Linked DNA regions of Zea mays: region 2 is linked to region 1. The links are chromatin contacts, called in public Hi-C maps. All regions are on one chromosome and are shown on one strand. Each heading gives the region's core, a stretch centred on a gene start, on an enhancer-like site or on the middle of the called end of the contact. The rest is flanking DNA. Distances are from core to core; before and after follow the strand shown. Region 1 holds the start of LOC100279318 (eukaryotic translation initiation factor 3 subunit 6-interacting protein). Region 2 holds the start of LOC100277859.

What was found. Hi-C and Micro-C count contacts between places; a contact is called where the count stands out from the background.
Region 2: a Hi-C map of tassel shows a contact between it and region 1, with 2.4 times the contacts expected there. The contact joins the promoter of LOC100277859 here to the promoter of LOC100279318 in region 1. A contact is called at or near these places in 2 of 25 Hi-C or Micro-C datasets (ear and tassel).

What each region holds. Positions count from the first base shown.
Region 1 is chr8:29,065,079-29,072,778 of Zm-B73-REFERENCE-NAM-5.0, forward strand. LOC100279318 (eukaryotic translation initiation factor 3 subunit 6-interacting protein) reads right to left here and starts at 3,433. Exons shown (of 7, transcript NM_001152339.1): 1 at 2,831-3,433; 2 at 2,379-2,710; 3 at 813-1,152; 4 at 507-655; 5 at 328-421; 6 at 1-35. The coding sequence starts at 3,364. It overlaps LOC100279184 (Putative VHS/GAT domain containing family protein), which reads left to right and starts at 3,798. Exons shown (of 10, transcript NM_001349010.1): 1 at 3,798-4,299; 2 at 5,184-5,262; 3 at 5,934-6,032; 4 at 6,119-6,232; 5 at 6,341-6,480; 6 at 7,511-7,592. The coding sequence starts at 4,199.
Region 2 is chr8:29,548,558-29,555,733 of Zm-B73-REFERENCE-NAM-5.0, forward strand. LOC100277859 reads left to right here and starts at 5,238. Exons shown (of 5, transcript NM_001151318.1): 1 at 5,238-5,679; 2 at 6,672-7,176. The coding sequence starts at 5,473.

The DNA of each region.
Region 1 (7,700 bases), core at 2,183-4,682:
TTAGTAGGTTTGGACTCCACGACATGAATAACATCCTGCATAATTGCACATCGTGTATATAGAAGTCTATTAAGCAGCAGGTATTACAATTAGATAGAGAGCAAGAACAAGCTGCAGGCATAAACAAATGGCGTTGGAGTGCATCCAGCTCACAGAATCTCAAGGAACTAGCTCAACTAATTATTTATTTAACGCAGATTAATCCCAAAGACTACAATTTATTGAACAGCAAAAAAGGCTAAAAATCCTGTGGAAAATATGCCCCACAGATTAGCAGAGGCTTTTACAGAAAAGTGATGTGGGCAAAGGGTGAGCAAGCAGCATTACCTCAACAATGTAAAAGTCAAAGTCTGCACTCGATACCATCTTTCCGTCACTGTCAACCGCATGCATTTTGTGCTTGTATGTCATCAAGATTGACCTGTCCAGGTATTTGAGCTGATTTATCATATACACAAAACCAACAAAGGAATCAGCAGCACAAGCGTAAATTACATTGCACAGACCTTAGCGTTGCTTCATCCACTTCCATATATTGGGCAAGTTTGCTAATGGTTATTGTTGAATATAGCTTCAGATAACTCCGGATCCCAGAAAGCAACTGCTGCTGCTTTACTTCATAAAGAAACAGCTTCAACTGTAGACGGTATGCATCCTGTTGCAGCAACCACAAAACCTTTTAGAACCTTGTGGTAAGTTAGAGCCTATAGATGAAGTGAAGAACATTAATGTACAGTAAGTGTATGACCCTATACAAAACAAAAAATACTGATGAGGCAAACGGACAGCAACATTAAATGAAGCAAAATTACCTGGTTATAGTTTGTTAGCGGCTGGTCCAGCACTGGAGGTGATGGTGTAATGAACTTGGGGCAAGCATACGAAAATAGCTCATCATAAGCAGCGTATGCTTCATCATCATACCTCTGCATCTTTGTCATCTTGTCGTTATACTTTTCTTTCAGCTGGGTGCTAACATTTTCATCAATGAGCTTGTTCTGTGGGCACAAAGATAGGCAAATCACCAACAGTGCATACATCTGCTCATTTTTCTTCAGTATCTGATCATACTGAGGGGACTTCTGATGATACTGCTTGTACTTGAGGATATACAGAAGAATCTTGTTGAATTCACGAGTGGCCTCAACATACCTAGATTTACCCCCAAAAAAATTGCGTTTATGAGCAACAAGAATTAAACATCTTGGGTAATTCCATCCCAAGAAAGCATGTAGAAATCTTGGGGGCAATAAAATGAAATGGTTCACCTGTCTAGCTGGAAAATTGTTTCATAAATGAAGCATTTAGCATTGCTTAGGTAGTATAACTAAATTAGCTGATGATGTTATTGTTGAGAGCACCAGAATTATAATATAGAGCGCCAAACTGTTGCAACCTTACGATATGCAATACCAATCCCCTTAACTTTGGGTGTATGATAAATAAAAAATGAATCTTGTAGGTCTCGTATGCTTTTGGCGGGCTATGTAGTGTTAGTTGATGACGGGAGACTCTAGAGTCTAAACTCTAAAGGTTTTAGACTTGGTAGAACTAAAACTGAATAAATGATATGCGACTTCAGCACTACTACACATGAGGAAGGACATAGTAGTTTGAAAGATCATAGTGCCTAGGAAGAATATCTTTTGGTATTTAGGATCAATTGTATGTAGAGAAGGAGATATTGATAAAGATGTTAGCCATAGAATCAAAACAGAGTGGATGAAGTGCCGCCAAGCATCTAGTGTTTGTGTTCTATGTAACAAGAGGATGATATACATGATGCGCCAGGGGTAACACAAATTAAACAACAGCTTGTCCAACACTAGTTGAGATGGTTTGAACATGTACAACAAAATCCTTCAGAGGCACCAATGCATAGTGGTATCCTAAGGCGCAATAGCAATGAGAAGAGAGACAGGAGAACACTGAAGTTGACATGGTAATAGGCAGTAAAAAAAGACTTGAAATGGTGGAATATACCCAAAGATTTAACCTTGAATAGGAGTGCATGGAAAATAATCCATGTGCCTGAACCTTGATTAATGGTTTATGTTGGGTTTGAACTCTAGCCTACCCCAACTGGTTTAGGACTAAAAGGCTTCGTCGTTGTTTTTGTAAGTCTCATATGCCAGTATGAGAGAATGTTTCAGCAATGTCTAATCATTCCGCAGATATCCTCAATAAGATTGTAAGCAGTCCCCCACCCCCACCCCATATCTCAAATCCTGGCTTCAAACCTGATTGTAAGAAGGTATAATACTAGGGGTTCCATTATTTCTTGTACTAAAGGTATCAAAACTATGTGTGCCAACCTCAATGCACTAGGTTCTAAACAATCGTAGGCCATAGTGATCAGAAAAGTAGGTTTGCCACACCTGCGCATCATAAGGTTTGCGAAGCCATAGTGATAGATGGTGGAAATGTGGCTCCCGATGACAATGCTGTAGACCCCTTGCTGGTTGAGGTCGATGGGACCGAGGCACTTGAGGCCAGTGTGGTAATCCCCAAGGAGGCAGTGTATCCTGAGGAGGCCAATCATGCTGTAGTAGCCGAGCACCTTGAGCACGTTGCTCCCGCCCTCGTAGTCGTAGCCATCGGTGGCGGTGAACTGCTCCAGGCCCTCCTTCTCCCTCTCGAGGATCTGTGTGATCATGGACTTCTCGACCAGCGCCTGCAGGTAGTTGAGGACCCCGTACACGTTCCACGCCTGCAGGTACGTTTGATTTAGGGAGAGCAGAGCCGTGATTCACTGCCATTTTTTGGGCATTTGTTGGAGTCATGCACCTGGCAAGAAAGGGAAAGGGAAGACAAGACAAGTACTAGCAACCTTGTCGAACTGCTTGAGCTGGTTGAGCTCGTCCTCCGTCTTGGTCTTGAGCTTGGCGCGGTATTGGCAGCAGCTCTGGAACTGGTAGACAAACTCGTCGACCATGTCCCAGAGCCACTGGTTGGGCAGCTGCATGTTGACGACGCCGTGAAGGACGACTCTGAAGAGGTCGCAGTAGTTGGTCCAGGACTCGGCGCGGTGCGCGGCAGTGAGCGGAGAGAGGCGGGCGTGGGCGTGGCGGTACCAGAGCTCGCGGTAGAGGAGGAGGAAGACGGGATCGCCGTCGCAGTAGGGTGCGACGGCCTCCGCGGAGGGCCAGGGAGCGTCGCGGAAGAGGCGGTCGGAGAGGCGCTGGAAGCCGCCCTCGTACATCTGGTGGATCTCGTAGACGTTCTTGTCCCGGATGTGGCGGTACAGGTGCACCACGAAGGTCTTGACGGAGTCCGGCACGTAGCTGGGATCGTAAGCGTCCACCGCGTGCGGCGGCGCCGACGGCTGCAGACCGTCCTCCCGGTCGTAGGGGGCCGCCGCCATGGCTGGGGAACTGGGGAGGCAGGGGGGTTCAACCGTTCAAGGTCCGGTGGCGCGCGGTGGGATGAAGCCCTATTGTTTTGCTTGCCTGGCTCTTGGCTGGGTGTTGTGTCAGTGTGTGTGTGTGAGAGAGATGGGAGCTTTGCGGCTGCTTGCTACGTGGGCCGTAGGGTGAGGCGTGGGCCTACTTACTGGCGCCTTTTGCAGGTTGGGCCGGCCTGCGAGGTGCATTTGGTGGGTTTGGGTTGGCGCAAGCCGCGAGGGAAGGGAGGGCCGGGCGGCTGCCGGGTCGCCGTCGAGGCGTCCTCCCTCCCGAGTCCCACGAGCACGGAGCACCGGCCTCCGGTTCAGATTCGGTGACACGCACGGCACGGACGAACCCAACGGGGCACTGCTCACGGGAAAGAGAGAGGATTCCTCCGCCGCGTCCGCGTTGGACTGGACAGCTCACGCCGCTGCGAAAGCAACCAGCCAGAGCCAGATCCGTCGGTTCCAACGAAACATCCATTCACGCCCGCCACCGGCATCCCCATCTCCGATCCGCCGCAGCCGCAGTCGCAGGCACGTCCTCCTCTCCGGCCACCCGGAGCGCGGCAGCCAGCGAGCGAGCCACTGTGGTCGCCGTGCAGGTACCTAATTTTTGCAGCCCCCACAAAGTCAGAGGGTGGGGGCAAAAAAGAAAGGGGGAAGACAGTCACAGAGAGGTGCGCGGCCAACTTGCCTGGTGCGGGTGGTTTCGGGCACGGGCGAGCGCCATCCGCTCGCTGCCGATCCCAATCCGGCCAGCAGCGGCCGCCCCGCCACCGGGCCTCCCTCCGACCGTTCCCCCCGCCCGCCATGGCTGGTTCCATGGTGGACCGCGCCACCAGAGACATGCTCATCGGCCCGGACTGGGCTAAGAACATGGAGATCTGCGACATCTGCAACCGCGACCCCGGGTACGGACCCCCTCTCCCGCTACCCTGACCTGTCTCGGATTCGGGCTGCTCCCGCCATCAGATTCCCTCCCTATCCCCGCGAGATTCTCAATCGCGCCTGCGATCAGTTGTGGTTTTACGCGCTCACCCTTCTCGGAGTTAGGTTCCAACTAGAGGGGGTCCAGGCTGCTCGAATTGAGCTACCCGCCACATGCGTCTCTGCCAGGATCATCATTTCTGACTCTGCAATGTACCTGCCTTGCTCCGTTTGCATTCTCACGTCGTGTAGTCATTTTTTTAAACTGTTAGTAGTCTCCGATCGCACAGTAGAGGTGGGGGGGGGGGGGGGGGGGGGGGGGGGCTTCATTGGGTCATCATTGTTCAAATCATAATTGAGCAATCCCTGGTTTGGAAATAACTGTCCATGCTCCATTTGCTGATTAGGTCGTGTGGCAAAAGGGAATGCTACACGAGAGGGGCCCTTACTGTATCCTAACTAGGTGCTGTAACATACTTTTCCTGATCAATCACAGCGCGCTGCATCTATGAGGGAAAATATCCACAGACGATTTTACAAATGGCAAAAAAAAAAATAGAGGTAGACCAGTGGGAATATGGGGAAGATACTGTATTCTGGTTTCCATATTTTCAGTCCAAATGTTTTGATTCCGCATATGACAATATATTTGAGTATCTGAATCTGCTGGCAAATGATGCACTTTGTTTTTATTTGGTTCATGGCCAAGAATTGGGACTGAATATCAAACATTCTACTGGACTGAAATGATATAGCTTGCACTAGGTTGCTCATGTTCATTTCGTTTCTGCTGAAACAGAAGCCCATTTAATTTGCTTTGCCCTGCTGTCATTCTGTTATTGATTGTCCATATCTATGCTTGTAACAGGCAATCAAAAGATGTCGTCAAGGCACTAAAGAAACGGATTGGCCACAAGAATCCAAAAGTTCAACTTCTTGCACTAACTGTAAGTCTGTCTGTGACTTGTCATTTACTTTTATGTCTTACGTGTGGTAGGCTATTAGTAACTGTCAAAGACTTTTTTATTGTTTTGTATTGTGCTTCCACAAAATCGAACACGTGATCCTCTGGCACTGGTAACTGTTGAAGATTTTTTTCTGTCGTTTTGTGTCTTGCTTTCACAAATCAAACACCTGATCATCTGCTAAGTTATGTGTTGCACTTTTGTTATATGTTCAACCATGTTCCAATTTATGTTCCCGTCATTTGTCCTATGCTTCATTGCATATGCAGTTGCTCATGATCATACTCATACATTCTGCTACACTATCAGGATAACTGAGCACAGTGAACACATTTTGTCTATTCTTACTAGGAATTGGTGGTAGGCTATTCCGACTGTTTTTTACTATTTAGTTTATTCATGAGATCCTAATAACTTTAACTTGCGCATTTTGTTTCCTTGTTAAAACCACCAAAGGAATACAAACACCAACACCCAATTCTTTTGAATTGTTGAGGCTCAATACATCTGTTGTATTTTGTATGTTTGTAGAGGTCCAGGATATGTATATGGTGTAGAACATGTATAATTTTGTTATGATGATTTTTAAATTTAATATTTAGCTATTGCCAAAATGTTAGCATTGTCTTGCTGATGATATCTCTATATTTCAGCTGTTGGAAACTGTTATAAAAAATTGTGGGGATATACTTCACATGCATGTTGCAGAGAGAGATATATTGCATGATATGGTGAAGATAGTGAAGAAAAAGGTTCAATATGCTTCATGCTTGCAAAACTGTAGTTCTTATTCTAATGAACTGCTGGTTTCTGATGGCATTTTGTTTTCATGTTACAGTCTGATCCTCGTGTTAAAGAGAAGGTATTGGTGCTGATAGATACATGGCAAGACGTGTTTGGGGGATCACATGCAAGATATCCACAATACTATGCAGCATACCATGAGTTGGTGGTATAATTTTGAAGCTCGAGTCAATTTATTGCTTCAAAAATTTTCAATTGGCTCATTTGATTTGTGGTGTGTTTGACAAGATTATGATCTTATGTTTCTGTCTGGCAGCGTGCTGGAGCTGAATTCCCGAAGAGACCCGAGAAACCTGCACCTTTGTTTAATGGCCAGTCTCAGGCAGCAAGGAATATGCGTAGTCCTGACCAACAGGAAGCGGAATCTTCTGCTGCCAATGATTTTCCTGCTTTGAGGTGTGCTTTTTTTACATTTTATTTTGTGTCTCGATGTCTTTTTCTATCTGTTCTCCTCTACACTTAAATAGCTTAACATTTAATTCTTTCACTACTGTCTCTTACTAGCACATAATCTACAAAACAATATAATACTGTGTGCAATGATTGTGATATTTCTAGTTTTAGATTGTGGTCTGGTTCATGTTATGAGGTGAGGGTGTGCAGTTAAACAAAACGATAGAGGATTGTTTGATATATCGTCATATTTTCTAGTTTCTGCTTGTTATTTGATTATGTATCATCGACTTGCTTCATGCGCTCAAGATGGCTTGAATGTTCGTGTAAAAAAACTCAGGTTGTTAGTGGTAGTAGGTTCAAGAACAGAGTATACTACTCAATATATCCAGATGACCGTTTTTACATATTCTGACATTAAGACATCATAGCTAGTGTCATGGACCTTCGGTCCATGGGGATAGCTGTCTTCTCCGGCGAGGTTATACCCCTCTGCCGCAGGCTTGGTTCTAGGGTAGCAGCCCTAGGCGCTTGAGAGGGTCATTGCAAGAGAGAGGGATTGATTTGATAATGATCTTGCTTGATTTATTCCCTGCTGCCATGCGGCTTATAAATAGCCCTATGTCTAACCAACTTCTCCTACAAACTCTCAACTAACTCCTACTTTCTTGAACTTATCTGCTGCTAACCAACTCTCCACAATTCTCTCATCTCAATCTTATTCTCTAGCCTTATCCCAGCTCATCTCAATCTTATTCTTTCCTTTCCTGCGGGTGCGGACTGCATGGTGGTGACCGCTCCCTATGATGCCCATGACAGCTAGTTTCTTAACCTCTCGAGTCTGTTTATTGGATATATGGCTAGTTAGCACAATGAGAAGAGATACAGTTGTGTATATGCCACTGGCTATTGAGTTTAGGATACCGTGCGAGCAAAGCAGCAAGTACAGCACATACAAATTTCCTTTGAGACTATATACATCTGGGTTGTTTTCATGACTGCGCTTATACTGAATGAATGCCTATATTTTCAGCATGTCGGAGATTCATAACGCTTGTGGTATTATGGATGTACTTGCTGAGATGCTGAATGCTTTAGACCCAGGAAACAGAGAGGTACCAAAGTAGTCTTAGCTTGCCTCATTTTTTATGTTTGCTGCATAGAAACATTGACCTCTTTCCTGTATAAGTTTTGAAGTTTCAACCAGTGAAGCACGCCATTCT
Region 2 (7,176 bases), core at 3,988-6,487, 490 kb after region 1:
GTCCCAAATTTCCTTGACGCTCTTTAATCCTTGCACCTTGTTATACTCCTCTCGACTTAGAGAGGCAAGGAGTATAGTGGTGGCTTGGGAGTTAAAGTGCCGGATTTGGGCGACCTCGTCCGAGTCATAGTCTTCATCCCCCGGTGATGGTACCTGCACTCCAATCTCAACAACATCCCAAATACTTGTGTGGAGTGAGGTTAGATGATGCCTCATTTTATCACTCCACATATTATAATCTTCACCATCAAACATAGGTGGTTTGCCTAATGGGACGGAAAGCAATGTAGTACGTTTGGAAATGCGAGGGTAGCATAGGGGAATCTTACTAAACTTCTTGCGCTCATGGCGCTTAGAAGTTACGGACGGCGTGTCGGAGCCGGAGGTGGATGGCGACGAGGAGTCGGTCTCGTAGTAGACCACCTTCCTCATCTTCTTCTTTTTGTCACCGCTCCGCCCCGACTTGTTATGTGAAGGGGATCCCTTCACCTTGTTGGCGGACTCCCCGGATGGAGCCTTCCCATGGCTTGTAGCGGGCTTCTCGCCGGTCATCATCTCCTTCTTGGCGTGATCTCCCGACATCACTTCGAGCGGTTAAGCTCTAATGAAGCACCGGGCTCTGATACCAATTGAAAGTCGCCTAGAGGGGGGGTGAATAGGGCGAATCTGAAATTTATAAACTTAAGCACAACTACACGCCGAGTTAGCGTTAGAAATATAAACGAGTCCTAGAGAGAGGACGCAAAACAAATCGTGAGCAAATAAAGAGTGAGACACGATGATTTGTTTTACCGAGGTTCGGTTCTTGCAAACCTACTCCTCGTTGAGGTGGTCACGAAGACCGGGTCTCTTTCAACCCTTTCCCTCTCTCAAACGGTCACTTAGACCGAGTGAGCTTCTCTTCTCAATCAAACAGAACACGAAGTTCCCGCAAGGACCACCACACAATTGGTGTCTCTTGCCTTGGTTACAATTGAGTTTGATCACAAGAAGAATGAGAAAGAAAAGAAACAATCCAAGCGCAAGAGCTCAAATGAACACAACAAATCTCTCTCTCTAATCACTAAAGCTTTGTGTGGAGTTGGGAGAGGATTTGATCTCTTTGGTGTGTCTTGTATTGAATGCTATAGCTCTTGTAAGGTGTAGAAGTGTAGAAACTTGGATGCCATTGAATGTGGGGTGGTTGGGGTATTTATAGCCCCAACCACCAAAAATGGCCGTTGGAAGTGTGCTGTCGCATGGCGCACCGGACAGTCCGGTGCGCCACCGGACACTGTCTGGTGCGCCAGCCACGTCAGCCAGCCGTTGGGGTTTGACCGTTGGAGCTCTGACTTGTGGGGCCTCTGGGCTGTCCGGTGGTGCACCGGACAGGTCCTGTAGACTGTCCGGTGCGCCAACTGCGCGTGCTCTGACTCTGGCGCGCACTGTAGCGCATTGAATGCGGTTGCAGTCGACCGTTGCGCGCGAAGCAGCCGTTGCTCCGCTGGCACACCGGACAGTCCGGTGAATTATAGCGGTGCGGCCTCCCATTTTCCCGAAGGTGAGGAGTTCAGCCTCGAGTGCCTTGGTGCACCGGACACAGTCCGGTGGCACACCGGACAGTCCGGTGCGCCAGACCAGGGTGCCTTTGGGTTGTCTTTTGCTCTCTTTGTTTGAACCCTTTCTTGGTCTTTCTTATTGGCTTATTGTGAACCTTTGGCACCTGTAAAACTTATTAGACTAGAGCAAACTAGTTAGTCCAATTGTTTGTGTTGGGCAATTCAACCACCAAAATCAATTAGGAAAAAGGTGTAAGCCTAATTCCCTTTCATTATGTCGTCTTCCTGCCCATGGGTTTGGGTTCTGTGGGACATTAATGCTTGCCCCTGGTGGCTCATATGGCTGGTCGTCTCTTTTTGGCCTTCTAGGGGGCCGAAAAGTACTCGTCCCATGTGTCTGGGCTATCGTATTATGGTACTGGGGTGCCGTGGGGTGTAACGGAATTTTTTAATGGGACGGCGTAAAGATGAGGAATGATAATTAATATTACGTTCTGTATACTTCGCGTTGGACTGTCCGGTCTGATACACGGACCATCCGGCCTTGCGCGCAGACTGTCCGACTGTATAGCCGAACCGTCCGATGATGTAATCGGATTGTCCGGCCATATACGCGGACAGTCCGAAAGGGTATGTTAGGATTTGTGCAAAATACGGTGCCCCTGGCGCGGACTTTGGTAACTCGGTTTGGAAAATAGGGCCGACCGCCGCTGGTCCGGACGGTCCGCACTCAAACGCGGTCGGTCCGGCCATGCGCAAATCGACGAATTTACCCTCGATTTATGTAGGAGAATGTGGTTGTCCAAGATATGTATCTATCGTCATCCCATAAAGTGGTTGGGATTGGTCATGCCAATTTACAACTGATGGATCACGTGCATTTTCCCTAGTATTACCCTCGTGTGATGGAAAATTAGCAACATGAGATTTACCAAATGCACGTGCTAGCCTCTTATAATCCTCTTGCATACCTCTAGTATTCGTTGCATTTGTTCTTGTTGCTCATCTACGTAAGATCTAAGGGATTGGATTTCGTTTGTTTCACTTACTGAAAGGGAAATGACCTCAACCATTTTCTATAAATCAATTTTGGTTCTTGACGACCACCACAAATCTTATGGACTAACTAGTTTGCCTAGTTGATCGTTTCTCAGGTGCATAAGTGCATCTTTATGAATTCTAAGTCGACTGTCCGGAATACCATAGATTATTTCGGATAGGAGAAGATTTTTGGAAAATTCACCTGTGTGCGGACCATCCGGGGCCCTCCGACGGACCGTCCGTGACATCAGGGTGAGGCTCGGACAGGAACTATGCAAATCACGCGTTTACACTGCGGACTGTCCGAAGGAAAAGAGAGCACCATACAGTACTAAGCTCGGACCGTCCAGTCGTTGAAAAACCAGAAAAAACCCGAAGGTGACGGGTTCGGTAAAATGGATTTTTAAGCGTCCTCGCGGACCGTCCGGGGTGCACAGCCGGACCGTCCGTGACTGCTTTGTTTGACATATGATGATGCATTTAATGCAGTATATCCGTTGATATAGCCGTTACTGCTGACCGTTGCGATTTCAGCCGTTGATGTGCAGGGGCGGACTGTCCGGACCAGGGGCGCGGACCGTGCGCGGTTGGTATAAAGGAGACAATGACTAGGAAGTGGTTGGTAGCTATAAATACAACCCCAACGACCTACATTTAAGACATCCAAGCCTTCCATTCACTCCCATTCAATGCAAGAGCAAGCAATCCATTCCAAGACACATTCAAAGCTTCCAAACCTCTCCAAGTGCCACAACTGAGACACGTGATCATTAGTGATTAGTGACTTGAGAGGGTGTGATTCGTGTTTCATTTGTTGCTCTTGTTGTTTGGCTTTTAATCATGCTTTCTTCATCTCCTTCTAAACTCTCTAGTGACCTGTAAAGCTAGCAAGAGACACCTAAGTGTGTGGTGGTCCTTGCGGGGTCTTAGTGATCCTTGAGATTAAGAAGAAGCACTCAACCGGTCTAAGTGATCGATTGAAAGAGGGAAAGGGTTAAAAAAGACCCGGCCTTCGTAGCCTCCTCAACGGGGAGTAAGTTCTTCGGAACCGAACCTCGGGAAACAAATCGTTGTGTTCTTTTGTGTTGATCATTTTCCTACAATTTGATTCTTCCTCTCCTCTCTGTCTAAGTTCTCTTGCTCACAACCTTTTGAGTTAGCTTCCAAAGTCATCCGTATTAATTAAGCAACTCATAGCAAGAAGAACTCTCTTCAACACTCCAAATTCATTATTACTTGTTTATAATCCTACCCCGGGTGAAGTTCATGTTCAAAGATATAGATTTCATCTATTCACACACCCTGTAGGCGACTTTCACTTACTTTGGGGGTAGTTGTAGTAGGTCGGAGCGAAGCCAGATCAGTCGCCCGCTATCGGACCAGTTTTTAATTTCGGTCCACCTTGAAGTTGGCTAGAAACTTCACCTGGGTCTCCTTGATCAGCTGCTCCTTGTGCTCCTCAAATTCATGCTGATCTTCAGTCGGCAGGGTTTCCCAAGTTGGCTCAATTATGTTGCTGGGGAGACATCAAAGCTATCTTTTGAACCGGTCATTAAGCGCCGATATGAAGATCCTCACGCGATGTCCCCAGCTGAGTCGCCAAAAAGTGTGTTGTCGCTGACCTGCAATCACTGCGATGAGTACCGGCGGTGGTGATCTTTGCAGAGGCGCGGACGGTCCGTGACCGAGGGTCGGACGGTCCACGACCTGGCGCAAGAGCTAGAGTTTCTGCCTGATAAGCCGGACGGTCCGGGCCTGGTGACCAGACGGTCCGCGTGTGCGCAGAGACGACGGAGTTCGCCAACAACATCTGGATCTCGCTCCCGGGAGGGACTCCGTCGGGGAGAAGAGATCCTAAGGTTTGTCTTGGGATCGGGTGGCCACTAAAGACGCCTCTAAACGACGTTGAGCCGGATAGAGGTGAAGATTAGGAAGATGAAACTATGTTACTGTCTACTACTAGGACAAAATGCAAAGAACCAAATATATATTGATTATTTGATCGATTGTTGGTTCTTTAATCGACTGTAACCTTAATATATAGAGAGATGTCTAGACCCGTTTCTAGATGAATCTAATCGCCTGATCTAATTCTATCGCGGACCGTCCGCGCCTATAGCTAGACTGTCCGCAGGTCATAACGTCCGGACCTCAATGCCGGACCGTTCGGCCATACCAGTGTCACAGATGGTGCTTAACGGATTGAATCGAAGGTTCTGTGTTTCTTGTTTTGTTCCGTGATACAGTGGGAAGACGGGAAGTTTTGTATTACATGATCAGTTGGATGCGCTTGGTAATTCGTTCAACACGCACACGTAACGCTGTACCTCTATTCTGAAGGTTTGTGGTACGCTTGGCCAGGTCAGGTTTTACACGCAAAAACATCAAATCTCAAGTTGAAGTCAGCAGAAATTCAGTCAAATCTCAAAGCCCAGCACGAATTCAGCCGGATTTCTTCTCATCAGGGTACAAATATCAAAAAAAAGGAAGTAAAACCACTTGCCGTCGCAGTCACAGTCGTATTGTGGCAGCCACATGACACGAGAAAGCAAAATTTCCCTGCTAGTATTGGGACCGGGAAGAAAGCGAAACCGTTGTTGTGGTTGTTGGTTGCACAGGCAGGATTGCAGGAAGGCACAAGAAGGGCAAAAGGCAGGCAGACCCGCGCGCCATTCTCTAGAACCTTCCACGGTCCACCTCCCTCGTTCCTCCGGCGGCACGTGCCCGTGCCGCTCGGCTCACCCGCAACCCTCCCTCCACGCCTCTCCTCGTCGACGAGCGGACCCGGTCCACGCCCCCACCCCCTTCCCATCCCAATCCCAGATCCCGGCCAGCCCTCCGATTCGGCCGCGACCGTGGTGGGTTCGGTCCCCCTCCGATCGGGGCAGCAGCCATGGATCAGAGCCGGCGGGCGGTGGAGTCGTACTGGCGCTCGCGGATGGTGGACGGCGTCACGGCGGACGACGACAAGGTCGCGCCCGTCTACAAGCTCGAGGAGATCTGCGAGCTCCTGCGTGCCTCCGACGCCAGCATCGTCAAGGAGGTCGCCGACTTCGTCCTCAAGCGCCTCGACAACAAGAGCTCCCTTGTTAAGCAAAAGGTGGGTGCCCCTGGGTCTGGACCCCGGGTGCGTTGTTGCCTTGTCTGTCGAGGGATGCTGCTACTGGTGGGGCACGACTGTTATTCCTTGCATCGCCGGCACCGGTGGTGTCATACTGCTCGCCGTAATCTGATCTGACCAAGTAGGAGTGACTTGAAACGGGTAGTCCGATGTGGGAGGCTGGGAGCCGAATTACCTGGGAGGGGGGGGGGGGGGGGGGGTGGTTCCAAGTTATGTGTTTTCTGGTTACTTGTTCAGTGTCTCAAGAGTTTGAGACAAACCAAGGGTTCATTTAGCTTCAGAGGGGGTTGGTTTTTATCAGTATGACATGCCTGAGTCATGTCCGATTGAGAGATTACTATGGTCACTAGATGGGTCGTGTGATTGTTTTATGGTGCACTCATATGATTGTTTTCCTTTATCAATGCTCCATGGCTCTATGTATCTGAGGATGGTTCATGTGGACAGTTTGACTCGTGTAGATTAGGTGCTGGTGGCTATCAGGAATATAATTAGATTTATGTGATTCTGTGGGTGAATATAATAAAGCCAGGATATCTTTATTCTAGTTTTTCTGGATACATAACAGGACCTCATAAATAGCATATCTTTGTCTTATTTTTTCTGGATACATAACAGGACCTCTCTAGGGTGATCCAAATTATTTCGAAGGACATAATAGAGTTTCAGTTTTTGTATCCAGTGCATATACCATGTTAGCTTAAGCATACAATTATATAATCATACAAATACTGAAACCAGGATTGCCCAATTCTCCCTTCCTGTCATTATATGGTAGTTGCTGTCTATGGGAGCGCATGTGCTTGCATTGGAAATTGTACCTGCATTAATTTCATCTTGTTTTTCATGAACAATGCCTGTTGAATCTTTTTTGGACATGTTTTTCATGAACATTGCACGTTGAATCTTTTTTGAACATATAGTCTTCCAGCTCAGTGATATTTGACTCTTTTTTTATATTTGCTCTCCAGGCTTTACGGTTGATCAAATACGCAATTGGAAAATCTGGTACTGATTTCAAGAGGGAGATGCAAAGGCACTCAGCGGCTATACGCCAACTAGTTCATTACAAAGGCCACCCTGACCCCTTAAGAGGGGATGCCCTTAATAAGGCTGTTCGGGAAACTGCGAATGAGGCTATTGCTGCAATTTTCTCCACAGAGGACCCTAAACCTGCTGTCGCAACCGAAAGTCTTGGCAAGCGCATACAAGGCTTTGGAAATACTAATTACGAGCCATCTAGAGATGAAAAGAAGTCTTTCCTTAGTGAACTTAGCGAAGTAGTGGGTATTGGAAGTGCATCCATCAAGCAGGGTTTGAGCAACTTCGCTGCAGCGCATGCAATAATGATAAATGACAACGGCAGCACATACAAGAGCCCTAATCTACGTAGGTCTTTAACCACAGAATCTGAAAAATATGGCCGGTATGATCCAAGTGAAATTCAAAGTGAGAGCCGTGCCTCATCTGATGCTT